Linked DNA regions of Mus musculus: region 1 is linked to region 2. Evidence: chromatin contacts called from public promoter capture Hi-C data. All regions are on one chromosome and are shown on one strand. The core of a region is the stretch at or near the end of the contact, and the rest is flanking DNA. Distances in the headings are between cores, read along the strand shown.

What was found. Promoter capture Hi-C pulls out the DNA fragments that hold promoters and counts their contacts.
Region 1: a promoter capture Hi-C map of macrophages shows a contact between it and region 2, with 7 read pairs. The contact joins the promoter of Bicd1 here to the enhancer-like site in region 2. A contact is called at or near these places in 4 of 39 promoter capture datasets (the HPC-7 cell line, embryonic stem cells, macrophages and 1 more) and 4 of 115 datasets of contacts at active chromatin or transcription factors (effector CD8 T cells, embryonic stem cells and memory CD8 T cells).

Annotation. Positions count from the first base shown.
Region 1 is chr6:149,404,845-149,410,704 of GRCm38.p6, reverse strand. It overlaps Bicd1 (BICD cargo adaptor 1), which reads right to left and starts at 1,721. Exons shown (of 9, transcript NM_009753.4): 1 at 1,064-1,721. The coding sequence starts at 1,276. It also overlaps the pseudogene Gm15783.
Region 2 is chr6:149,370,808-149,376,662 of GRCm38.p6, reverse strand. No RefSeq gene overlaps it. Among named protein-coding and RNA genes, the nearest start is that of Gm38930, 21 kb to the right of the region's middle. Within about 2 kb of position 1,287, at least 115 of the 459 cell types and tissues checked have an H3K27ac peak or open chromatin away from gene starts, as enhancers often do. A contact at or near this core is called in the HPC-7 cell line, effector CD8 T cells, embryonic stem cells and 3 more, where this site is marked.

The sequences.
Region 1 (5,860 bases), core at 472-2,971, 34 kb before region 2:
TGTCATACTCATGTTTTTTTAACTGTGACAATACAAAACTGGGCCTCCCCTTTCCCTAAAATAAGCTTAGATTATAAGAAAAGTATTTCTATTTATGTATGATATGCCTAACATTTAAAATGTTAGTATGCACCTAAAAATAAAGACTTGTCACACAGAAAATCTGTGTTTATGTATACTAACATTTATACACGACTGCTTGCTATTTCCAGTGTCTTAAATAGTATGTATAATCCTTATGAATATTTGGTTGGACATTTCAGTACATTACCCTTAGAAGAAGGAAATATAAAAATAGGGGGGGAAATGTTATTCACAGAACATTGGTGATATTCTGATTTTATAAATACAGTAATTTCAACCTGAAGGGCCATATTTGATAGGCAAGGCATAGATATCCATATATTTTACATTTCTTTCTCATGTCTCACCATATGGAGATGATTTTGATTTTCCTCAGTCTCAGGGTGCCTTCTATAAGACATAAGCATAGCCCAGCCTTGCACAGAGGTGAAATTAAGGGCAGCAAAACCACCCAGCAAAGTTGTTTTGCTCCTACAGCCCCATGACAAGGACTAAAGCCAACGTCAAACGGGACTGGTGAGTCCTAATAACTAGTTCCTATTTCACCAAGGAGCAATTACTCAGCAGACGACTGAAGTACCAAATTCTACCATCCTGAAATTGTAGGTCCTCAGGCACAAACCTCATCAATTGGATGGATTATGGTCATTGATATCTGGGTTTGAAATAACAGCAGTTTGAGAAGTTTGATTTATGCATTTCAACCCAATTCAATGTTACCTGCCAGCACGGATGCCTGAAGACTTCTTGTGACTCTCCCTCCCCCACATAATAAAGAGCTTCCCATTCCAGCTTATGCATTCATTTCTTGGGTAATTTTTCTATTGGTGAAAACAATGGACTCTTTCAATATTCTCTTATCAACAAAGGGCTCTAAGATGAAGTCCTTCTGGCCATATCCCTTCTGACTTCTTTACAGTGATGACTGGCACTGAGAAATGCCAAACCTGGAGAGGGAAATAGGAGACGGGTTGCTCACCTCTCTGAGCTGCTCCAGCTCTTGTTTGAGGCCGTCATACTCGGCCTCCAGCTCGTCATACTGTTGCTTGAGAGTCAGTTTCTCCTCCAGCACCACCAGCCCATACTCTGCAGCCTGGATCTTCTCATGGGTCGTTTCTGTGAGCTCCTTGGTCAGTCTCTCTATTTCAGTCTTATATTGGTCTACCGTCTTCAGCGCCTCCTCTGCGGCCATAGCGGGGTGGCGGAGATAGACGCAAAGCAGAAGGGAAAAGGAGAAGCAAATAGGAATGAAAATAAAAATGGAAAAGAAAAGTGCCTGATGAATAATAGGTAGAGCGCCCTGAGGCCCGGCCGGCAGCTGCGGCTACACGGCCGGAAGCACTGAGGAGGAATACATGGAATATGGGAGGAATATACCCTGCAGCATGGAGACTGCAAGGTGATGACCGCAGCCGGGATCCTCCGGGCCACGCGCCGGGGCAGTCAGCAGCCAAGCTGCATGGCCAAGGGGCAACTCGCGCAGCAAGAGACTCCGGTTCTGCGGCCTCAGAGGCGCGTGGCCGCCATGTCTCAGGCCGCGTCACTGCGGTCCACCGCCCAATGCTCCGTGGGAGGCTGAGCTCCACCTGCTTGCTGGGCCCTGCGGCAGCCAGTGCACACAGATGCGGACTCCAACTGGTCCTCTTCCTCTCAGCCACTCAGAATGCAGGGAGGTAGGGAAGGGGAGGAGCAAATCCAAAACCCCACCGAGCCTCGCAGCGCAGCACAGCCGACTGCTGAAGAGGGATGAGGGCAGAGGGACCCAGAACTAGCTGAGGAATGATGGGAGACTACGGAGGGCTGAGGAGGGGGAACCGCGCTGAGGCGGAATGAAGGCTGAGGAAAATGGGTGTCTTAAAGAGAAGTGGAGGCTAAGGAGGCTGGGGGATGGAAGAGGACTGCATCTGAGAAGAGATGCTAGACTGAGGAAGCCAGGGCAGCTGAAGAAAGGGCAAGGGTGTTGGAAAGGGTGATTGGTGTCTGAAAGATCAGAACACTAAGAAGGCCTCCAACGGGCTAAGTTTTCTGAGGTGGGAATTCGAAGCCTACTGGAGTGCAGTGAGCCCACAGAAAACAAACAGAGCTAGTGCTTTCAAGAATGCTGCTTTTCCAAAGCTTGATAGATGTACCTTGGGAGTCCTTCCTCCTTTCTCAGACTCTGTCTAATTTGGTCTAGTCCACCTAACACTCTACCAGAGAACTTTGCTGTCCCCCAACCTAAGCCTCTGTGCACTTAGTTCATCATACTACCTTACTGCATAACGTAATTACTGGAGAGATGTGAACAAATATCTATTCACCCCAGTAAGGCTACCACCACAGTCCAACTTGATGAACCAACGGGTTTTATTGAAATAATATTTAAAGGAATATAAGTGAGGGGTTATTTACAGAAACAGAAATGACTCAAAAATATCTACATCACCAAAAGCCCACCCCAGGGGTGACAGATCATAGACACTGGAAAACCTGAACCATACTACACAACTTGAAAGCAGCTCAGTAGGTTGGAGACTGTCTGTTTCACATAGCTCTGGTGATTTGTGTCTCTCCTAGGTAGCTAAGCATGTCTGTCCCAACTCTCGGCCTGCTTTCCTGATTATATATCCTTGGGGAAGGAGTGAATCTCATTAGTTTCATGAATTTACGGAAGCCTTTGAGTTGTTTACTTCCTGGGTTTAAGAGCTTCCTAGAAGGATGGAATGTTTTACTTCTCTTTAGAACATCCTGTATATTGAAATTCTGTTAAGATGAACTGTTCTATCTGGGAGGAAATTGTTGTATAACATCTGCAGGTGCTCAGTAAGTCTCTAGGCCAGTGGTTCTCAACCTGTGGGTAGAAACCCCTTCAGGGCTTGAACAATCCTTTCACAAAGGTCTCATATCAGACATTTACATTACAAGTCATAACAGTAGAAAAAATGCAGTTATCAAGTAGCAACAAAAATAATTTAATGGTTGGGGGTCACCACAATGTGAGGTACTGAATTAAAGGGTCACAGCATTAGGAAGGTTGAAATATCGGGCACTGTATTTCTTCCAGATAGTTCTATATAGGCCTTACTACATGGATTCTTCAGTAAAGGAAATGAGTCTGCAATTTCTCTTAGAAGGTATTTATGATATTCTACTAAGCAAAAAAAAAAAAAATGCACCCTTTAAATAAGAGCAAAGTTCTTGAGATAGTGAGTCATGCATTCTTCAAAGCATGTTAGATACATCATGACAACCCTGATATAGAAACCACTATCTCCCACTTATAGGTGTTGAAAAAGGATTGCATCTCCAAAATCAGTGGCTAACAGTTTCTCTGTGATTGCTGGGTTATTTCTTTTCTTTTTTTTTTTTTTTTTTTATTTATATGTAAGTACACTGTAGCTATCCTCAGATACTCCAGAAGAGGCCATCAGATTTCATTACGGATGGTTGTGAGCCACCATGTGGTTGCTGGGATTTGAACTCAGGACCTTCAGAAGAGCAGTCGGCGCTCTTTAACCACTGAGCCATCCCGCCAGCCCCTGCTGGGTTATTTCTTAGCCATAGACACATCCTTGGCACTTCCCTACTAGAAAGGTACTATATTCTCCAAGGACTCAATGTAACTTTTTGTTTTATTTTTCTTTTTTATCGACATATAATAATTGTACATGTTTATGGGGTACAGTATGATAAAGTTATACATAAGAAATTGCAATTCTCTATCTTGTTTATTTTGTCTGTAAATCTCATCAAAAATTGTTTTTCTTCTCTTTCTGTCTGCAGGAACACATTCTATGAAAAAAATATTCTTTATAGAATCAGTCATTTCCCATCACCCTGTCTTGTCTTCATATGCAACAAAGTACATAACTGTTCCCTAGAGAGGGGTGGAAGCAGTCCTGTATGGTTCAGGGAAGAGACCGAAAATGGGTAGACCTCAGTCCTGAGTCTCCAAGTCAGTTATCACCATCCTCTTTTGACTCTTCTTTAGACTCGGGTGCACTCTGTGGTAGGTCACAATTCATCTGCCAGAATCCTCCTGACTGTACATCCTATATGTATTTGATGGTCACTTTGAATAAGTCACCTCCTAACCAAAAGGCATTAGGAGGATTTGGGCCTATTTTGCAGTCCGCATCACCCTACTTGCATACTTTTTAGTTGGATAGCAGGCTCACCATATCCCCCTTGAGAGCAATGGACATGCTCAGCTATGGTATCATGGAAGGGAAAACTGTTCCAGCGACTCAGATCCAGGCTCACAGTAAATAGTGCTTTGTTCCTGTCTCAGGCAAAGTCTCTTTCCATGTGCTTTTTGAACCACTCCTTCATCTATTCTACTCCTCAAATTCTTCCTGACTGGGTGGCACTTGTCAAAAGAATTTCAACATAATCTCATAATCATCACTGTGATTTTGTCAAAGAGCATCTAGCTGTGTTTCCACACATTTTGGATGCCCTTAAGACTGCTGTTCTGGCCACAAAGCAGATTTAAAAAACAAAAACAAAACAAGACAAAACAAAAAAAAAAAGTTCTTTTTTTTTCTCCTTTTTGTTTTGTTTTTCTGTTTTTTTGTTTGTTTGTTTGTTTTTTAAGACAAGTTTTCTCTGTGTATTCCTAGCTATCCTTGAACTTTCTGTGTAGACCAAGCTGACCTCAAACTCAGAGATCCACCTGCCTCTTCCTCCTGAGTGCTAGAATTTCAGGTGTGTGCCACCAATGCCTACCAAGAAGTTCTTGTATGTTCCCACACATTTCCAAAATTCTTCTATCAGGTTCTGTTTCTGTGCCAGGTCTTTCTCAGCAGTTTTCATTTAAAAACAAAAACAAAACAAACAAAAAGGCACTTTCGTGTCACAATTGGATTTCTATATCTCCATATGTAAATTTGGTTTGTTTTTAAACATTTTTCATGTGTATGAGTGCTCTGCCTGCATGTATGCATGTACACTGCATGTATACCCAATGACAGCAGATGTCATAAGAGAGTGCTGAGTACCCTAGAACTGGAGTTTGGGATGATTGTGAGCTACATAGGTACTAGAAACCAAACCCAGGTCCTCTACAAAAACAACAAATGTTCTTAACTACTGAGCAATCTTTCTAGCCCCTACTTTTTCTGTTTTTGTTTGTTTGGTTGGTTATTTTGTTTTGTTTTTTGAAGTGGCATCTTGCTCAAGTTGGCCTGGAACTCACTCACTATACAGCCCACACTGAAGCAGTAATTATGGACATGTACTACTACAACCAACAATTCAAAGTTCTCATCTGCATGTATTTACTCAAAAAACAATCTCCTATCTCATTAATTTTTCTTCTATAATAAAACTATCATATTTTTAATGAAAAAAATAACAACAACAAAAGAATTTATAGACCACTTCAGTACACAATATAACATAACATTATTCTTTCTTTAAAAACAAATCAGGCTACTATCTATTGTTCTCTTTGAATCTGTCCAATGGTCAGCCTTGATTCTCTTGATCTGAGAAAAATGTTTTTAAGTTTTCATAAATATCATCTTAAGGACCACTTTGATGATCAAAACTATACTCTATCAGCTAAAGTAATACATGTACTACAAATCACAGCATATACAGATTATTTTGAGTACATTTCTATAAATAGCTAGGTCAAAAACCCAGAAGTTGAACTGAACATGGAAGTACATACTTGCAATCCTATCATTAGCACTGCAAGAAGGACTAGAGTTCTGATCTTCAGCACCTATATAAACACTTACAGGCATGGTGACCCAACTATAATTCCAGAGCTCAGGAGGCAGAGCTAGAA
Region 2 (5,855 bases), core at 38-2,537:
GTCATGGGAGAGGAAGGAGCCTCAACTGAGGAAATGCTTCCATAAGCTCAAGTTTCTGGCAAGTGTGTAGAACATTTTCCTAACTAGTGATTGATGTTTGTGATGGTTTGTATATCCTTGGACCAGGGAGTGGCACCATCTGGAGGTGTGGCCTTGTTGGAATGGGTGTGACCTGGTTGGAATGGGTGTGTCATTCTCGGTGTGGGTATGAGATCTTCACCCTAGTTGCCTGGAAGTCAGTCTTCCACTAGCAGCCTTTGGATGAAGACATAGAACTCTCAGCTCTGCCTGTGCCATGCCTGCCTGGATGCTGCCATGCTCCATGATAATAATGGACTGAACCTCTGAACCTGTAAGCAGCTCCAATTAAATGTTGCTTTTTATAAGACTTGCCATGGTCATGGTGTCTGTTCACAGCAGTAAAACCCTAACTAAGACAATGTTGGAGGGTCCAGTTCTATAACAAACAAACCAAAAAAAGCAGGCTGAGCAAGCTAGGGAAAGCAAACCAGTAAGCAGCATGACTCCATGGCTGCTGCATCAGCTCCTGCCTCCAAGTTCCTGCCCTGATTGAGTTCTTGTCCTGACTTCCTTCAATGATGAACAGTTATATAGAAGCGTAAGTCAAATAAACCCTTTCCTCTCCAAGTTGCTTTGATCATTGTGTTTTTAGCACACCAATAGTTACCCTAAGACATAGAATTACAGAGTCTCGTCTATCTTTCCAATATGGCCATATTTAATAAATCTTCTCTTACTGACTTCCGCTATTAATTTGACTCATTTAATTGGCCCACTGAGGACCGATAACTGAACCTGGTTTGGGGTACAGGCTGTGGCCTCTAAGCTTGATAACAGCATGAGGCTTCAACGTTTCCCTGAGAAGGTGATACTGAGCGGAAACTTAGAATTCATTCAGGATGAAGAATTCTGAACACAACTGATATATTCAATATTAGTACAATTACTTGACCTTTTTTTTATAAAAATGAAAGGAAGTAGAAATTCTGGTATTGTATTTTGCTTCTCCATATTTTTTTCTTTCTTTTTGTTTGTTTGTGGCAGAGTCTCACTATGTAGTCCTGGCTGTCCTGGAACTCACTATGTAGACCAGGCTGGCCTTGAACTCAGAAATCTACTTGCCTCTGAACTCTTAAGCACTGGGGTTAAAGGTGTGTGCCACCATGCTGAGCCTTCATGTTTTTTGTGCACACCTCTGACTGGTAGTCTCTGGAATCTGATAAAGGATTTGTTTCTTCACATCAGAAGTCATTAAGTGACTATCACCACCTGATGGCAGCAGTGTCCCACAACTGAGAGGTCACTTCAACCATAACACTAGGCAAGAAGTGACATGTAGATCCCTACTCCTAACCACATACTGAGCCGATGGAAAGCAGAAGTAAAAAGATCCTGTCAGGCCCAATCTTTGTTATCTGAAAAATTTAAACAATTATACACATTTACAAAGCACAGAATTGAAGTGAAAGTTTCTGGTTTCATTAAAAAAAAAAAAAAACTCAGTGGTGTCACATGATGTTTTTCTGGACGCTGTCTTGGGGGAGGGTACATGATGCTTTTCCTTTCACTATCTTCAGGGTTCTACTTATATTCTTTCTGAATATCACCACCACCCACCACCCTCTCAAGTATCTGTTTTCAGCAAAATATCACATGACCTTTCTCAAGACAGCTTCCAGAAAAACATCATATGACCTTCTCACAAGACAACTTCCAAGAAAACATTACATGACACAGCTAAGGTTTTAAAAATCTGTAGGTTTACAGTCTATACAAATCTATTAGAGTAATTAATATTTTTGCTTGCTTATCACTGTTTAAAACCTTCAGGATTTTCTCCTCTAGTTCATCTTAACACACATAATAAGTTGTTGGGGACTATTGAAACTAAGCTTTATGGAAATTTCTTGTGAAGAATTTGTGGTCATTCTGTACTGGTAGTTTGGCAATTAGCAAGGAGTCTCATGTAGCTTAGCTTATTTATTGTAATGTGTAACTAGTCATAAAAATAGACCCAAGAAATTACATTTCTTGAGATTTACATAACTGCCATGTCTTAAGACTAGATTACAAAGATGTATCATGCATCAATTGTATGATCTGATGACCCTCATTGTAAAGAAACCTATACCAGTCTGGGAACACCCATCAGGTGTAGTTTTCCCTGGATGGGTTGAAACATTCCCCACCAAGCAGGAAACAGCTACCGTGGTAGCTAAGAAGATATTAGAAGAAAATTTTCCAGAGGTTCAGAGTGCCCAAGGTAATTAGATTGGACAATCGATGGTTCTGCTTTTGTCTCTTAAGGTAAGTCAGGGATTGGCAGAGATATTGGGGACTAATAGGAATCCCCATTGTGTGTACTGTCCCCAGAGCTCAAAGCAGATAGAGAAAATAAACAGAACCCCTACAAGAGACCTTGGCTAAGTTGACCTTGGAGACTGGCTTTGACTGGTTGGTGCCCCTCCCCTTGGCCCTGAACACCCCCTACCATTTTAACCTGACCCCTGTTGAGATCCTGCATGGGACACCCACTCCCTTGACCCTGGCTCTTGATCCCCACCAGAGTGACTTTTCAGGCTGACAAGGATCTTATGGTTTGATTGCAAGCTTCCCAGATCAGCCATCTGGAACTGTGGCCTAAACTTAGTGCCCTGTATGATGCAGGTACCCCAGAGGTTCCACAAGAGTTCCAAGGTGGAGATTGGGTGTATGTTAAGAGACTGTGCTGAACACTCAGAAGCAAACAATCCCTGGTGTTGCTGACCACCCCACCTCCGTTAAAGTGGATGGAGTAACTGCCTGGGTTCAATCAGATCAGCACCTGCGCCTGACACCAACTAGATAGCAGCAGACACCCAAGCAACACCCTTCTGCAAGGCCAGAGAAACTATGAGACGGCTATGGTGTGTCTTCTGGCACTGAGTCTCAGCAGCCCCAACAACCCTACCAGGGTGACTTGGCAGGTGCTCCCAGCCACTGGTGATGTGGCTTGGTCCACTACCCACATTGTATCTGGTGGCTGGACCCTGACTTTGATCCCTGATTTAGTGGTAGGCCTTGACTTCAGGGGTGTTGCTGCCCTGGAGGCACAGGGAGAAGGATTGCCTGAATGTGGGGGACGAGGGACTTGTAAATCTAAACTGCGCCTCAGAAGTGGCCACGGAGGGTGGGGCTTAGGGTGCAGACACCCAAAATTGAAGTGTCCTGTGAGAAACCCCCATATATGTGTATCCCCAAGATGGGAGAAGCCAGTATCAGGCCCATCAGTGTTAGGGGGCCAACAATTTCTTCACTACCTGAGGGTGTGAAACATCTGGAAGCACATACTGGAGACCATTCCAGGGATAAAGATTCAATGGCCAAGGTGAGAGAAGGGTTAGCCAGCCAGAAGAGAGAAGAGAGACAGAGCTGGTTTGAGTCTTAGTTTAACAGCTCCCCCTGGTTTACTACTTTGATTTCTGCATTGTTAGGACTTCTGATCATTTTGTTCCTTATTCTGACCTTTGGCCCTTACATTCTAAATCACTTGGTTGCTTTTATTAAAGCTGTCATAGGTGATGGTACAGTTGATGGTCCTAAGACAAAGATCAAGATCTAATTGCAGAGGACCAGGGATATGAGCTACATAACTATCCACAATAGCTTCAAGATTGAGGCATGCACTGGGCATGGTGGCGCACGCCTTTAATCCCAGCACTTGGGAGGCAGAGGCAGGCGGATTTCTGAGTTCGAGGCCAGCCTGGTCTACAGCCTGAGTTCCAGGACAGCCAGAGCTGCACAGAGAAACCCTGTCTTAAAAACAACAACAACAACAAAAAGCAAGAAACCAAACAAAAACAAACAAACAAAAAAACTGCATGGTATTGGTACGGTGACAGGTAGATCAATGGAATAGAATTGAAGATCCAGAAATGAACCCACACACCTATGGACACTTGATTTTTGACAAAGGAGCTAAAACCATTCAGTGGAAAAAAGCATTTTCAATAAATGGTGCTGGCTCAACTGGCAGTTAGCATGTAGAAGAATGCAAATCGATCCATTCTTATCTCCCTGTACAAAGCTCAAGTTCAAGTGGATCAAGGACCTCCACATAAAACCAGATACACTGAAACTAATAGAAGAGAAAGTGGGGAAGAGCCTTGAACACATGGGCATAGGGGAAAATTTCCTGGACAGAACACCAATAGCTTAAGCTCTAAGATCAAGAATTGACAAATGAGACCTCATAAAATTGCAAAGCTTCTGTAAGGCAAAGGACACTGTCAATAGGACAAAGCGGCAACCAACAGATTGGGAAAAGATCTTTACCAATCCTACATCTGATAGAGGCTTAATATGCAATATATACAAAGAACTCTAGAAGTTAGACTCCAGAGAACCAAATAACCCTATTAAAAATGGGGTACAGAGCTAAACAAAGAATTCTTAACTGAGGAATACTGAATGGCTGAGAAGCACCTAAAGAAATGTTCAACATCCTTAGTCATCAGCAAAATGCAAATCAAAACAACCCTGAGATTCTACCTCACACCAGACATAATGGCTAAGTTAAAAAACTCAGGTGACAGCAAATGCTGGCGAGGATGTGGAGAAAGAGGAACACTCCTCCATTCCTGGTGGGATTGCAAGCTGGTACAACCACTCTGGAAATCAGTTTGACAGTTCCTCAGAAAAATTAAACATAGTACTACCTGAGGACTCAGCAATACCACTCCTGGGCATATACCCAGAAGATGCGCCAATATATAACAAGGACACATGCTCCACTATGTTCATAGCAGCCTCATTTATAATAGCAAGAAGCTGGAAAGAACCCAGATGTCCCTCAACAGAGGAATGGATACAGAAAATGTGGTACATTTACACAATGGAGTACTACTCAGCTATTAAAAACAATGAATTCATGATATTCTTAGGCAAATGGATGGAACTAGAAAATATCATCCTGGGTGAGGTAACCCAATCACAAAAGAACACACATGGTATGAACTTACTGATAAGTGGATATTAGCCCAGAAGCTTGGAATACCTAATTCACAAAACACATGAAACTCAAGAAGAAGGAAGACCAAAGTATGGATACTTCATTCCTTCTTATAAGAGGGAACAAAATACCCATGGAAGGAGTTACAGAGAAAAAGTGTGGAACAGAGACTGAAGGAATGACCATCCATAGACTACCCCACCCGGGTATCCATCCCATATACAGTCACCAAACCCAGACACTATTGTGGATGCCAACATGTGCTTGCTGACAGAAACCTGTTATAGCTGTCTCCTGAGAGACTCTACCAGTGCCTGACAAATGCAGAGGTGGATGCTCGCAGCCGATCATTGGACTGAGCACAAGGTCCCCAATGTAGGAGTTAGAGAAAGGACCCAAGGAGCCAAAGGGGTTTGTAGCCCCCTAGGAGGAACAAAAATACGAACTAACCAGTACCCCCAGAACTCCCAGGGACTAAACCACCAACCAAAGCATACACATGGTGGGACTCATGGCTCTAGCTGCATATGTAGCAGAGGATGGCCTTGTCAATCATCAATGGGGGGAGAGGCCCTTGGTCCTGTGAAAGCTCTATGCCCCAGTGTAGGGGAATGCCAGGGCCAGGAAGTGGGAGTGGGTAGGTGGATGAGCAGGGAGAGAGGATAGGGGTTTTCAGAGGGGATAACATTTGAAATGTAAATAAAGAAAATATCTAATTTTTTTTTTAAAAAAGGTCTTCCTTATGCTCTGGAGATTGTGATGCACACAAACATGTCAGATCTCTTTATGAGGCCCTGGCTCCAAGATATTCTTGGAACATCTGCTCCTGTACTTACTCTGGAAC